Regions from separate parts of the Hordeum vulgare genome. Here region 2 is linked to region 1. A link is a contact called in public Hi-C data. All regions are on one chromosome and are shown on one strand. The core of a region is the stretch at or near the end of the contact, and the rest is flanking DNA. Distances in the headings are between cores, read along the strand shown.

Region 1 (7,889 bases), core at 3,855-6,354:
ACTAGCATCAACTACAAGACGTAATCAGCACTACTAGTAACCCACAGGTACCAATCTGAGGTTTTGAGACAAAGACTGAATACAAGAGATGAATTAGGGTTTGAGATGAGATGGTGCTATTGAATATGTTGATGAAGATTGGTCATCCCATGAAGTAGGAAGCGTTGGTGATGACGATGGCTTTGATTTCCCCCTCCCTGAGGGAATTTTCCTCGGCAGAATCGCCCTGTTGGAGAGAAAAAGGGCCTCTGCCTAGGTTTCCTCCCTGAGACGGCTGCGCTTCGTCCCAAAAATTATCTTATTATTTTTTTATAGGTCAAAGCCCAACTATAGCAAACGAGGGAGGTCAGTGAACCTGGGAGGTGGACCTAAGCCATTAGGCGCGCCCAGGGGGGTTAGCGTGCCATGTTTGCTTGACACCAACAGGTGGCCCCCCTTTGGTATATTTTTTCTCCATAAATTCATACATATTCCAAAAATATTCCTTTTGACGTTTTATATCATCTGGAGTCGAGTGAATTGTTATCCTTTTTCTTGGTTTTCAGGTCCAGAATTATAGTTTTTGACAATTTCCCTCTTTGCGATGTACCTTGCAAATTAAGAGAGAAAAGTCATAAGAATTGTAACATAAATAGGAATAATAACCAAGAATCATTTTAAATACTAATAAGAAATCATGATGCAAAATGGTCCTATCAGTGCCCATCTGGAGCCTTGTTCTGGTGCCGTGTCGGAGGGGGGTCAATCAAGGAGGACCTCTACATCATCCTTGGTGATGTGTGAGTACTTCACCATAGACCTAAGTGTCCTTTTGTTGGGATCCTATGAATTGTGGGTATATGTTGAGATTATTCATGAGGTTATATTGAGTTCCTTGTTGGCCTTTAATATATATGCATGATTATGATAGCTTCGTGATTCTCTCCGATCCATCGATATTGTTTGGCTAACTAGATTGATTTATCTTCAATGGGAGAAGTGTGTTGTAGTGGGTTCAATCTTGCGGTGCTCAATCCCAGTGATAAAAAGGTACATGACACGTATTGTATTGCTACCACCAAGGGTAAAACGACGGGGTTCATTCATATTAATTTGATTTACTTTGTCTACATCATGTCATCATTTTCCAAGCATTACCCTATTTTCACTTAATACTCTAGATGCATGGTGGATAGCGGTCGATGGGTGGAGTAACAGTAGTAGATGCACGCAGGAGTGGGTATACTTCTTTATGGACGTGATGTCTATGTGTAATGATCATTGCGATGAATAAATATTGCATAACTATAAGCTTTTCTATCAATTGCCCAACAGTAATGTGTTTACCCACCGTATGGTTTCTATGAGAGAGAAGCCTTTAAAAAAAACTATGACCCAGGTCTATTCACATATATATTTACAAAAATACAAAATACCTTATCGTTCTTATTTACATTTTATTTATTTTCTATTTTTATTTATAAAACTATCCATCTACACTACTCATTGCTTGCAAGTAATGAGTTCAAGGGGATTGACAACCCTTTTCTCTCCTTGGGTGCAAGTGTGTGCTCTTTTGTGTGTAGGCCCTGAAGACGGGAAATTGTGTGGTTCTCCTATTGGTTCTATAACCTTGGTTCTCACTGACGGAAATACTTATCTATACTTTGATGCATCTTTCCCTCCTCTTCGGGGAAAAACCCAACGCATAACACAAGTATCATGCTCTGTCCCCAATAGGATTGTGCAGATTTTCTCATTCCATGAAGGGTCGTTGAGGTCTCTCAACTTGGAGGAGATTGATCCACTTCATTCTCCACTTCCTCGGGTGGTTTTAGACCTGGGTTGAGGTGACCTCGTATCCAAAAAACTCGAATACTTGCTTTGCTACATCGTTCAAGTGCACCTCCTTGAAGCCCTTGTCAGTCCTCACTCCACTAGATATGACCTCACACATCTTGTTAAGCACGAAAGTGGAGAGGAACAACTACCACTTCATGTTGCATCCCCTGCCATCCTTCTTCTCCTTTGTAGCCACCGTTAGAGCAACAACATGAGCTACAACATTGGGTTGAGCCAATACAAATGAAGGAACCGTAGGAGGCACCTCGTAAGCCTCTCAACAAGAGGCACGTGGTCAATGTTAGGCTGAGAGACCTCAACGTAGGACACCGAGAACTGGCACGAGTGCCAGTGTAAACTCTTGCGTGCTCATGCCCAACATACATAAGCATCATCAACAATACACCACACTACAAATCGACAATATGAACTAGCAGTAAATGTTGGACAACAGATTGCACATGAACAATATGAACTAATAGTAAGTATGAACTAATAGTAACACATGCACACATGGATGATCTAGTTCAAGACAGCAGTAATAAATCCATCAAATCATACCATGAATCAACACAATAGAACACATCATTAATCATGGACACATATGGATGATCCTGTTCAACACTTGCACACTAGCATACCACACATCTAAGCATCCATCCATAAACATCTAAGCACACAATCATGGAAACAACCCCTAGCATGCTTCAAATCCATCCCAACTAACTACTGCAATATCATAGTCAAACAGATCGGAAGATCTAACCCCACACATCGCCAGATTTAGCTATAACTAGTAGAGGAGTGGGGGTGATTGAACTTACACACACCGTCGGAGGAGCTGTGGAGGAGGTGCGTGGCACGAAGGAGAACAGGAGGAGTGGATCCACCGCCATAGTCAACCGGTTGTTGGAATAGTTGCGTTGCTTACCTCGTCGTCGAGGTGGATTCGGGTGAGAGGTAAACCTCGAGAAAGGGGGTTGTGGCGTGAGTTTTGTCGCGCCGGTTACCGCGGCTATATAGGGCGGTCGAATCGGAGGGGTGTGACGTGAATTCATCGTACCGCTTTTTCATAGACGTGTCATCGCTCCCACCATCTCCCGCCCATAGTTGTGCAGCGCGGCGTTCCCGACCCCTGCATTGCTTGAGTCTGACTTGCTGGAAATTGTCGATTCAGTCGTTCCTAGCGGGTCTGGCAGAGCACTTCCTTAGGGTTCGTGCGGGCCAAGATTTGGATGCGGGCCACGCAAATAGACAGACCAATTCCTTCCCCCACAGTCTTGGCTGAGGGTATGCATGCAACCAAACACGTCCCTAGTAGCACACCGGTATGGGATACAATAAGTTGGAGCGGGGTCAGCTAGCACGAGATGATGGTGAGAGGCGGTGGAGGCAAAGCACAAGAGCAGGGTTCGATTAGGTTTTCTGGTCGATCGCATATGTATGCAACACGTTCAAGACTAAGTTTGTTCTTGCAAAAAAATAAGTCTAGGGCACGTTGGGCTATTGGGCTTGTAGCGGGGTGCAACACCTTAAAGCATCTCTAGTAGACGTTGTAAAAACGTCTTGCCCGTATAATTCCGACGGCAATACGGGTTTGGCTTGTTTTTTGGGTTACACCAAACCCCATATAGTCGACCCGACCCGTAAAAATGTTCATAGTGGACCGGAACCCCCCACCCCCAGTATATCTATGGGTCCACGGCCGCCATACGGGGCAAAATCATATTCCCCATCGCCGCAATACCCCCCTTTTCCCTATGGTTTCTAGCCGCCGACAGATCTTCCACCATGTGGAGCGGGATTTGGAGCTCCAGCTGCGGCGCCGACAGTGGAAACGACCCCGAGCGGAAGCGCTGCATCGTTGTCGATGCGACGAGGAAGTGGTCCGCCCGGTGGTACACGAACCATAGCTTTGAGCCGTCGTCGTTCCTCCTTAGTCCTGAGATGGAGGAGTACGACCAGCGGGAAGCTCGACTCTCCTCCTACGGGGGAAGCCCCTCCAGCGCGGGCAGCTCCGCCACGTCGGCTAGCTCGGGTATGCTTCTCCCTCCGGTGAACAGGGAGCCGGAGGAGCTCCCGCCACTCCGTGCGGTGAAGAGAAAGGCGGAGGCGGAGCGGGGGAGCATTGATGTCGTCGAGCCCGAGGATTTCCTTCCTCCTTCTAATGTGAATGCCATCGAGGCGGCCATCATCGCGGGCAGTGCGCACGAGGAGGAGGTGCCGCAGCGCTGCCGTTGAGACGAGGAAATCGATGCCTTCGTGTATGACGGGGGCTTGCGAAGGCGTGCGATTTCAACGACAACATGACGATGTGGCGCCTTGAAGCCGTCGTGTATGATACTACCTTGGTCGACCTCACCTCCTCCTCCTCCAGCGATGAATAATCTTCGTCGCCATAGCGTCACCGCAGCACCCGGAGGGCTACTGTGAGCCACATTGTGGGCATTAGGATTCGGCATAGGCGGCTCCTTCGGTCTAGTATATGTTAAAAATCAACTATGTATGGATGCATTCTAGTCCTACTGCTTGTGTTCTTCTGCCGCACGAAATTTTATTTTCAGATTTTAAAGATCCACCAGCCGCAAATAATATACTAGCAGCCGTCTCGTGTGTCCACCTTCTTATCGATCTTGTGATAAAAAAACAGCATACTATTCTTGGTCATATACATGCATGTACGTACATATAAACATAACAAAGTTTCACCAAAATCGTGTCGAACATGTGTATTCTAGTTTCTATTCTTGTATTGTTAATTTAAATACTAATATTTCATGCAACATTGAATCGATTTCCGCATCGACACATGGGATGTCATCATCTCTAGCTAACCCTAGTGCAAGAACGAGATGCCTTCGATCGATCCCGTACCTGGATCACATTGTACAAGTCAACTGCGCGTCATCGATCAATCGATCGATTAATTCCCTAATTAATTCTTCACACGTCATTCCCTTTGGCAACACCAATCGAAGTCCCCGTATGCGATCGATGGGGACGGACGATTTTATAAGGTTGTGGTTAGGTCTTGGACTGAGATTTAATCAAGTCACAGTGAAGTGATATATTTTTTCTGTTTCAAAATAAATGTTAAAAATTTAGTCCTAAATTAACCACACCCTTATTAAAAAAATCTTAAATTAGTGACACTTATTTTAAAACGGAGTTAGAGCGCTCATCGTGATTAAAAAATATGTGGCTGAGAGAAGTAAGCTAGGCACTACGCAAGACATTACAAATAGCCTTCGCTGAAGTCTGGCCGGGCAGCAGGGCAGATCTGATTGAGGCTAGCTCGAGGTCGAAACTATTGCTTTCCATCCACATCCACCACAATGGCGGTGGCGTCGCCTCTGCCTCTGCAGATTTTCGTGGCCGCGCTTCTTGCGCTGTCCCTGTCCACGACAGCGTCCTCATCGCCTGCGCCTGTGAACCGGAGCAGCTGCTACAAGCGTCTATTCAGCTTCGGCGACTCTCTAACTGACACAGGCAACTACATCATCCACTACTCCACCGCGTCAGGGCCCGTCCTAGCGCTGCCATACGGCGAGACCTTTTTCGGCCGCCCCTCCGGCCGTTGGTCCGACGGCCGCCTCATCGTCGACTTCATCGGTAAGTGTTTGGACGACACGTCGACATCTACTTAGTACTTACATGCATGATGCATGATAATTCGTACGTGCAGTGGAGAGGCTGGGGTTCCAGTACTGGCCGGCGTACCTGCAGGTGTCAACCAGGAAGCTACCGGCGGAGGAATTCCGGTACGGCGCCAATTTTGCGGTTGCGGCCGCCACGGCGCTGAGCCAGGATTTCTTCCTGAAAAAGAACCTCAGCGTTGACCTGCTTACCCCGAGCCCGATCCCCCCTTACTCCCTCGGCGTCCAGATCGGCTGGTTCAAGAAAGTGCTCGCCATGGTCGCCTCCACGGACCAAGGTAACGTGTACCACAAACAGAAGATAACAAAACCAGAGCAATTAAGTGCACGCATAGCGCCATGGCTACGCTGCCTACGCAAACGCACTGACCACCGCATCATGGCCATGCAGAGAGGAAGGAGTTGATGGCGAGCTCGCTGTTCCTGGTGGGGGAGATCGGCCTCAACGACTACAACCACCCCTTCTTGCAGAACAAGACCCTCGAATGGGTCAGGCCCCTCGTGCCCCAGGTCATCAGGTCCATCGCTATGTCCATCGAGGCTCTGATCGAGCTGGGCGCCAAGACCATGTATGTGCCGGGTATCTTCCCGCTGGGGTGCACCCCGCTGTACCTCTTCCTCTTCCCCGACGACGACCGCGACCATGCCACGGGCTGCCTTCAGAGGCTCAACGACCTCATCCTCGTCCACAACCACATGCTGGAAGCCAAGCTCGAGAAGCTCCGCCGCGACCACCCCAGCGTGTCCATCACCTACGTTGACTCCTACGACAACGTCCTCGGCCTCATCACCGCGCCCACGCAAAACGGCAAGCCCTAAGCAAGAATCCTACCATGGCAACACATCATGTCCAGAACGGCTTTGATCTTACTGTATTATTTTCGTGGTGTGCATTCAGGGTTCGGCAAGGAAACGGTGTTAGAGGCCTGCTACCCCGTCTTCATTTCGGGATCAGCGGCGGTGCCGTGCCCAGACCCGTCTAGGCACGTAAATTTCGACGGCCTGCACATGACGGAGGCGGTGTACAAGCTCATGGCCCGCGGGATGCTCGACGGCCCGTTCGCCGCGCCGCCCATCATGTCCACATGCAACCATAACTGCTAGCGCAATAGTGCATGTTACATCTGATTGTCAAAGTATCGTACAGAATATTGCTCAAGGGACAGGAGAAATGTACGAGGTTATCATCAACGATATTGACTCTCAGAAGTCTAGATTTGTACTAAGTTATTTTAGATGATTGTGAGCCATCCGATCTAGATAGGCATATATCAGAAGGGTTGGATGCGTTTTGCTACGCCGTTAATGTTTTTTTTAAATAAACTGTTTCAAAATATAAGGTGTGTCACTTTTTAAAAAACCAAATCGTTTAAGGTTTGATCAAAGTTATATAGAAATATATCAAAATCCAAAATATCAAACATGTATAGTTGAGATAATTGCAGGGCACTACCACACTTGGACACGTCGTAACGGATTGGTATCAATAGTCATAGAATTTGCGCATTAGTATCATTTCAGAGACTAATTGTTGCAATACGGAATGACAGGCATATAAACGCGTATTGACCACGTATCTGACAGACCTGGCCCGCATGTCAGGTGACATGTGTCATATGTTTTTGCAGAAAGACCCCTGCCGACTATACTTAATCATAGACATGTCCTTTACGAAAATATTAAAAAGTTGGTTGAAGCCAGTATTCGAACCGGCTGACCTCCCGATTGAACTGGCACGACCGTGCCACTGCACCAGCTAGCTTCCTTCAACCATAGATGGATACTACCTCTTTACTAGCTAAATGTCCATAAGTTGTCACGGAACACCATAACAATGTTGCATTGGTTGTATTTGTTCCATCAGATTCATCTCTTTTTTCGTTGGTTTAAAATTTTCTCGACACACATCTTATTTATCTTACCCAGGTAAGACAACCTCTCCTCTAGCTTCAGTGTCATTACACTATTTTATTCCATATAGTTTCACTATGAAATGATAAGCTAGCTCTTATTTGTCATTCGATATTTTTATGGATTGGTAAGGTTCATATGTAGGTGTATGTTTTTCAAGTATTTGGATTTTAGACCCCCTGTGATTTTTTTGAGCTGAACGTATTGCCATTATCTGAACAAAGCGAGCGTTGCATAAAGCCATAAACATACTGGTTTTCAAAGATGAAAACAAAAAATGCATGAGTTCTTACCGAAATCGGATAAGGATACATAGAAATTGAAGAGAGTTCCATGTGTACATGCTTGCCCACCAAATGAACTTTTATCCAAAGAATGTGAGAAATAATCTAAGTGCACACTGAATGCCATATCATTTATTTACAAAGTCATATTGTGAAATTTTCGGACCAAGTATTGAATCAGTTACTGTTTCAAGTCAACCTGATCTTCGGAAGCACC
Region 2 (7,889 bases), core at 2,612-5,111, 170 kb after region 1:
AACGAAGTAGTGGCTGGTCTATGGTAGGATAAAAAAGCAGTGACTCTGCAATTGCTGTCCTGTTGCATGCATTTGGCCCTCACACGTCACAACACCGCAAACCAACAAGCACATGGTCAACTTCACAGAGGTGCTCGCTGCCTAGGATGACATAATGAGCGGCCAACAACACACCTGCATGTTGGCTGTGATCCTGGCAATTTGCAAAGCTAGTAGCATGGTGGATATGTGAGTGGTTAGGTCACAGAACCAACCATAAAAGGAGCGGGTAAATGCATATGTAGCAGAAGGACATGGTAGATGCATAGCAAGGCAAATCAACAAAAAATATATGCGCATACGCCAATCTTATGAACAATGCTAGATAGTGAAGATCTCAAAGGGGATCCCCACAAGACAATGGGCCAGCTCTTATTTCCTTTTGACCGATGGATCTGTTAGTGGGAGCACTGTTGCGCTTGCACTGCAGTTCCCTACATTTTCATTGTAATTTTCTCACTCCACTCTCCTCTAGAACACCGTGACAGCTGTCAGTATGCACCCAACCCACTTACTGTTGCCTGCCCCATTCGCTCAGCAGATGCCAGTTGATAATGGGTGGTGCACTGTATCAATTTTTGGTTAAATGGTACATTTTCACTGCTTCAACAATTAAGGTTCTATATTGCACCAAATAGGCACCATTATAACATGCAGAGGTAAGAACCTTATCATCACTATAACATTGGTATTTTGTGGAATACTCAGCTCATGAAATGGCTAGGACATAATCTAATCATGGCAATCCTTTTGCAGAGTTAAGCCATCATTCCATGCATAGCTGATCAAGAGGAAGACTACGAATAATTTCAAGTCTAGTTACTGCTATCTAGTATCTACCATTCGAAGCTATATGTGACATTTCATCCAATATGATAAGAATATGGTGCTGTTAACACAAACGTTTTAAAGAAGAACACACAGGTTAGGTTTTAAAGTAGCTTGAGCCAAATGCAGTTGACCTTGTATTGTGGGATATCAAGTTTCAGGATAATCCTGTAGAACAATCATTACTGGTAGACCATATCCAAAGTAAAACCTTTTTTCTCTCTTTCCTACAGCTCAACCCATCATCCATGTATAAAAGGGGCAGAGACGCAATAGCTTCTCGCCAACAATCCTCCAGGGAACAAGTCTCCTTTAGCAGCTAGCGGAGAACAACATGCCTAAACCCACTTTTGTACTCGCCATCATTCTTCTAATTGCTCTCTTCAATGCATCTGCAGGTATGGTGTTTGCTATTTGTTCTTCCCAGTATTTTACTACGTCATTAAATATATATACAACAACTTCTTTTTTCATGCAGGCCAAACCATAGTGGTAGAAATTGATAATGCTGTTCCCCCGAAGTTCATAAAGGTCTGCCTATGTTGATCTCAAAGTTTTTGACCGCAATGCTTGTTGTGTTTCATTATTTCCGTTCCATAGACATATATGTGAGTGCTAGCTAATACTTTCTAGCTCTTTATGTTTTCCTCTAACGGTTGGTCACTTTTGCTATATAACTTATGCTTCACTAGAGGAAATATGTCTACAATTTATGCTTCAATCGACAAATACCAGATGAACAGAATAACTTCTATCTATTCATATGCTAAATTTCATGTATTCTTGTTCTCTGTGCTCTAAATGCAGGGGCACAGCAGGAAGATTCTCACAGAGATTCAGGACTATGACTATGGAGGTGCAAACTCTAGGCATGATCCACGCCGAAGGCCCGGGAGGAATGGCTAGAGTTAAGACCCTTCGTACATATCCCTGCAAATGACCGTGTGGGGTATTACTACATGAAAGCGGGTCATATGAGCGACCAGTCACTCGCGGTAGCAAAGCCTGTATGATTTTCAAAACACCTGCAGTATGGTTTATATATCCAAATATATCAGAGAGCGGGATAGATATTACTCTTATCCTCTAAATAGTCTAGTCAAGTGAAGTTGGGACTGGTTCATTTTAAAGGGCACCAAGTGCTACAAATACATGATGCCATTTGGTGCAGTGATAATAATTTCTTGTGAGCTCAAGCTGTTCTGTGCTCTTCTGTTCTGTTCTCGATTCTGACTAGACCCAGATTCTCCCACACTAGGGCATGCTTGTGTGAAAGCACACTCATCGCACTCATGACATATACAACTGAGGATAATAATTCAAGCATAGAGAAGGAAGTAAAGAGTAATTGGAGAGTGAGTTGTGAGATATACTTACGATAAAGCATGTGATTCTATTCAATTGCCTTCTTCTTTTATGAAATAAGGCCCGGGCTTGATAGGATAAGGATAAAGGTAGCCCTCTGGCCGAGAAAATCCAGCTTCATTCATGCGGTCACTGAGCACATGTAGTATAGGTTTTTTCAATCCATACTCATGCCTGTGTTTCTCAAGATAGGCATTAGCTTCTTCTGCCACCTCCATTGTGAATGCAAACCTATTCTCTTGAGATAACATGAGCTGGTTGATATCCAAGCACACAAGCTTCCCATTTTCCCTTACTTTTCTCACTTTCTCTTCTAAGAAAGGGATACGATCCAACTTGTAACGCAACATATCATCCTCTTTGGTCTGCCACAAACGGAAGGGGATTTTTAAGCATGATGTCACGATGGTGCTAGCAAATAAGATGGAAATAAGGAAAGAATGTAAAGTTTCTAATACATGTCAACAATGCCTATTGTTTCCATTTCAACTGATTTCATCCCATGGCGGTTTTATTGCCTATGCAAACAACAAATGTGTGATATACAGCTGCTTGCATGCCTGCATAACTGCTCGGAAATGGCCAAGCAGCGCTGGACGTGTGACACAGTTTACCCAGAAGGAAAAGAAGGCAGCTCGTTCCTACTTCCCATGACAATGATTGGATTGTCTACAAGAAACATAGTCTAAGACCGCAGCGTAAATCAGTTGGAAAGAAAGTCTGCAGCATAAGAGTCACCAACTTCTTATTTGACAAGTTTAGAAAAAACTGCAATTCAATGCAAGGTCATGACCCAGCACGACCAAAGGGCCTGCGTAAAATTGATATATATCTCATCACACAACTCTCCATTTTCTTTAAGAACCTCCCAAAGTGGGTCCGGATTCCATTACTTATCATAACATAACAAGCAAGCACACAACTCTCCCTTTGCTGAACTATATGTATCTCCGATTCAGTGTGCGTCTGGCTCTGTTACAAGCAGAGCTATATGTATCCCTGTACTGAACTTCGATGAACACAAGCCAATCATTTATCCTGTGTGGCTGTGTTTTAGATTTTGTCAAATACTGTACACCACATGGTAATGGACACCGAATGATGGTTCTCGGGTCTCCTGAACATCAGTATGCCCAACCTACTCCACTGAACAGGGACGCAAAAGTTCTAGGCCCAATCGTATTTCACCGTCCTAATTCCAACAGAAACAACCACGCAGAGACGAGGAGACCGGCCTTGTTCGGCTGTTGCGCATACCAGTTTCCGGCGGCGCCACACTCGCCGCCCACCGCTGACTCGCCCGTCCCCGGCCCCCTTCCCACTTCCAGGCTCACTGCTCTGCTTTTTCTACGAGATAATGGAAACAAAATGATAAGGATTGCGTGAGTTGGCGAGGAGGAGAAGAAAAGGGGAAGGGAAGTAGGTTGCCTGGGTCGGGCTTCCACCTGAGCCTTCATGGAGATGGTGCCACCGCTGCGGCTAGTCCTCCCGCTTGCTTGAGGGATGGAGGGGAGGCCGGCGGCGAGGTGACCGTGGTGGTGGCGGGCGGCGAAGGAAGCGGCCATTGCCATGGACATTTTTTGGACCGGGAGGTTCTTACCTCATCCAGTTCTCGACCTGTTTGGGCACGAGCAAGCGCTGCGGGACCTTATTCATCGACCTGCGCATGCTTTTGGGCCTGCCCATGTGCGGCGCGGGTGCCGCTACTTTTTTCCTGTTGTTCTTTTTGGCTTCATTAAAAATGTTTGGGATTTTAAAAAACGAATTTCAAAATCTTCAGAAATTTTAAAAAAGATCATGAATTCAAAACGTGTTCACGATTTCGATTTTAGTTCTTCAATTTGATAAATGTCTGTGATTTCCAAAAAAAATCTTGAATTCAAAAAATTATTCTAGAATTTGAAAATATGTTCATGAATTCAAACATATTCATGAGTTTCAGAAAACATGTTTGTGATTTCGGAAACAATTCGTGACATGTAAAAATTATTACAAATTTGAAAAACATTCCTGATTTAAAAATGTTCACAATTTACTAAAAAGCAATCACAATTTCGAAAAAAAATGTTCATGGTTTTCAAAAATATTCAAAAGTTTGTAAAACTGATTGTGATTTCAAAAATGTCAAGAATTTCTAAAAAAATGGTTGTGATTCCAGAAAAATTTACAATTTCAAAAAAAATCACAACTCAAAAAATCTTCATGATTTTAGAAAATGTCCATGAATTCAAAATATGTTTGAAAAATAAAAATAAAAAGTGAGAAAGGAATAAAAAAGGAAAAAACGAAACTAAAAGAAAAAACAAACATGAAAGAGGTTATGGAAAGAGGAAAAAAATATGAAAAATGAAAAAAAGGTATAGAACCTTCCCAAAACCGGTGGATGGAGTGAGCGCTACTTGGAAGTGCGACCAGTGAGGGGATGCGCGTTTGGTCGACAACCGCCAACCTATGTGATAAATAGAACCACCAACTTTGATGCACAACAGAAGAATATGGGGTGAAGCATATATGTGGGCTTTCAGCAAAGCCCAAATGAAGTAAATGGCCTAACATTGATCATCGATGGATGTAGTGTTGAAACCCCAAGGGCCGAATGAACCATTGGAGAGCCCCTATTTGACGCTTCATGCATTAGAATATCAGCAAACGTATGGTGCGTCGGTGACTAGGCTGGCTCATATCGGTGCTCGGTATGAATCATAGCGGTTTTCATGATCGATTTTTTAGTCGATTTTCTTTAAAAAAATTACAGTGCAGAGTAATTTTTCTTAACAGTAAAAATGTACTATATTTAAGAAAATGCTCGACGAAAGATGGAAATGTTCAATCAATTTCAAAAATATCTCATATTTCCAAATAAAGGAATTTTGTTTATTTTTTGTTGTATTTTTTAAGTTATTCTTCAATAAAAATTATTCTTGAAAAAATAAAAAATTTGTAGTTTAATAAAACATTTATGAATTTTGGAAGATTTTAAAAATAGAAAGGAAAGAAAATATACTAGAAGATAAATAATGTATCTCCCCAACCCATAGATGTGCACCCACATAGTCGTTAGAACGTGTCGCGCCTGTGCGACGTGCTCGACGTGCGTGCGGAGGGAGGCCTTCCAGATGGCAATTTCTTTAGTAGCTTGTCGACGAGGGGGAGAAGCGAGGAGGGTGACGGTACCTTCACATAGAAGGGAAGGCGAAGGAGGTGATTGGGAAGGATGCAACCGTGCAAGAGAGAACCGCACCCAGTGCTACTGAGACATATGGTGAGCATTTGATGTGGAGGAGAGAGCATTTGCTGAAGTTTGTGTGGAGACAAGAGGCAGTGTCGAAGGTGTCCAGTAGCACATGCACGATTTTGAGCTAAGGTGGATCAGGATGGTAGAACCACGACATCGTCGGTGTAAAGGGAAATACCGTAGGCGGCGTGATGGTTGGTAAGGCGCTTGATCAGACCCGAGCGAACGGCGTGTTGGAGCAACAAGTTTAGGCATTGATGACGATGGTGAACATCATCCATGAAAGGGAGTCGCCCTCCAGAAGACCACGAGCGTGCATGATATGTGGGGGGCATTGATCAAGACGTGGGTGTATCGTGGACCTGGTGGAGATAGGAATGGCCACCCATTCCCAACAATTGTTGCCAAAATCCAAGTGCGAAGATCCTCGAGAAGGAAGGCCAGGAGACAAGTCGAATGACATCAATGCCAAGCTTCAGGAGGATGCGAGGTGACATGAGATTGTACAACTTTGTGGCCATGTGTTTGATACGTTCATTTTGCATCATGAATTACTATTGATATTTGTGTTGATCATGTCCATTATTCCTTATTATCATACAATTATTATGCTCTTTCTCTCTGAATATGCAAGGTACATCACTACGAAGGAAATATTTGAAACTGGAATTCTGGATCGGGAAACCGAGAAAAAGGCAGAAAAATCAACTTTCTCCAAATGACTTAAAACTTTATGGAGAATTTTTCTGGAATATTCGAGAATTTGTGGGCCAAAAATATATGGAGAGGGACCACCAAATGTGCACAAGCCAATACCCTCCACCCCCAGGTCGTGCCCTGATGGCTTGTGGGACCCCAGCTGGCCCTGTGATGACGATCTTCTCCTATGCGGTGGGTTTTACCATAGAAAAAAAGCATAAGTCATCTTTCGGGATGAAGCGCCGTCGTCTCGAGGCGCAAACCTGGACAGTGGCCCTTTGGCTCTCCAACAAAGAGATTATGTCGGGGAAACTTCCCTCCGAGAGGGGGAACTCGAAGCCATCGTCATCATCAACGCTTCCTCCTTTGTGGGAAGACCAATCTTCATCAACATCTTCACCAACACTGTCTCATATCCAACCCTAGTTCATCTCTTGTATTCAATCTTTGTCTCAAAACCTCACATTGGTACTTCTGGGTTACTAGTTGTGTTGATTACACCTCGTAGTTGATGCTTGTTGGATTACTTGGTGGAAGATATTATGTTCAGATCCTTAATTATTATTATTATTACACCTCTTATCTTGAACATGTTGATGGTGTGTGAGTATTAATTATTGTTCCTAAGGACATGGGAGAAGTCTTGTTATAAGTAATCATATAAAGTTGGTATTCGTTCGATATTTTGATGATATGGATGTTGTTACTTCTCTTAGTGGGGTCATGTGAATGTTGACTACATGACACTTCACCATGTTATGGGCCTAAAGGGAGTCATTGTGGAGTAACAAAGATATGATGGGTTGCGGGAGTGACAAAAGCTTAAACCCCAGTTTATGTGTTGCTTCATAAGGGGCTGATTTGGATCCACATGTTTCATGCTATGGTTAGATTTATCCTAATTCTTCTTTCGTAGTTGCGGATGCTTGCGAGAGGGGGTAATCATAAGTAGGTTGTTAGTTCAATTAAGAACAACACCTTAGCACAGGTCCACCCATATATCAAATAATCAAAGTATCAAACGCGAATCAACTCAATATGATGAACATGACTAGACAGAAATTCATGTGTGTCCTCGGGAGCACTTACTTTATATAAGAGAACTTTCAGGCATGTCCTTTGCTACAAAAAGATTGTGCTACCTTGTTGCATCTTTGATACTATTGTTACTTGTCATTTGTTATGAATTATCTTGCTACAAAACAATCTATCATTGTTACTTATAGCACTTGCAGAGAATACCTTGCTAAAAACTGCTTATCATTTCTTTCTACTCCTCGTTGGGTTTGACACTTCTTTCTACTCCTCGTTGGGTTTGACACTCTTACTTATTGAAAGGACTATGATTGATCCCCTATACTTTTGGGTCATTAAGAATCTTTTCTGGCGTCGTTGTCATGGAGAGAAGCGCCTTTGGTAAGTGGAAATTGGCAAGGAAACATTTCTGGTGCGTGCTAAAATTAACTCTTGCTTATAACCATGAACAGACACCCTTTGAGTGGCTTGTTTGGGGTATCTTCGCCTTGATCAGAAGTTGAGGAAATTGTTCCTCAACCCGTTGAACCTACTAAAAATACTTATTATGAGATTCCTTCGGGTATGGTAGAGAAACTGCTTTATCCTATGCATCTAATTCATCATGATCGGAATTTTATTTATAATTGCTGGCCTCATGAAGGAGATAGCATCGCTCAAGCTTGAGGGAGGCTAAAATCTATGATGC

Evidence for each region. Hi-C and Micro-C count contacts between places; a contact is called where the count stands out from the background.
Region 2: a Hi-C map of leaf shows a contact between it and region 1, with 2.5 times the contacts expected there. The contact joins the promoter of LOC123444224 here to the promoter of LOC123440155 in region 1. A contact is called at or near these places in 2 of 6 Hi-C or Micro-C datasets (leaf and seedling).

Annotation. Positions count from the first base shown.
Region 1 is chr3H:455,018,685-455,026,573 of MorexV3_pseudomolecules_assembly, forward strand. LOC123440155 (sinapine esterase-like) reads left to right here and starts at 5,105. Exons shown (of 4, transcript XM_045116725.1): 1 at 5,105-5,433; 2 at 5,507-5,755; 3 at 5,869-6,285; 4 at 6,376-6,774. The coding sequence starts at 5,157. The coding sequence ends at 6,581. It also overlaps the pseudogene LOC123441851.
Region 2 is chr3H:455,193,339-455,201,227 of MorexV3_pseudomolecules_assembly, forward strand. LOC123444224 (protein PLASTID TRANSCRIPTIONALLY ACTIVE 7) reads right to left here and starts at 3,862. Exons shown (of 4, transcript XM_045120883.1): 1 at 3,678-3,862; 2 at 3,490-3,570; 3 at 2,245-2,597. The coding sequence starts at 3,809. The coding sequence ends at 2,265.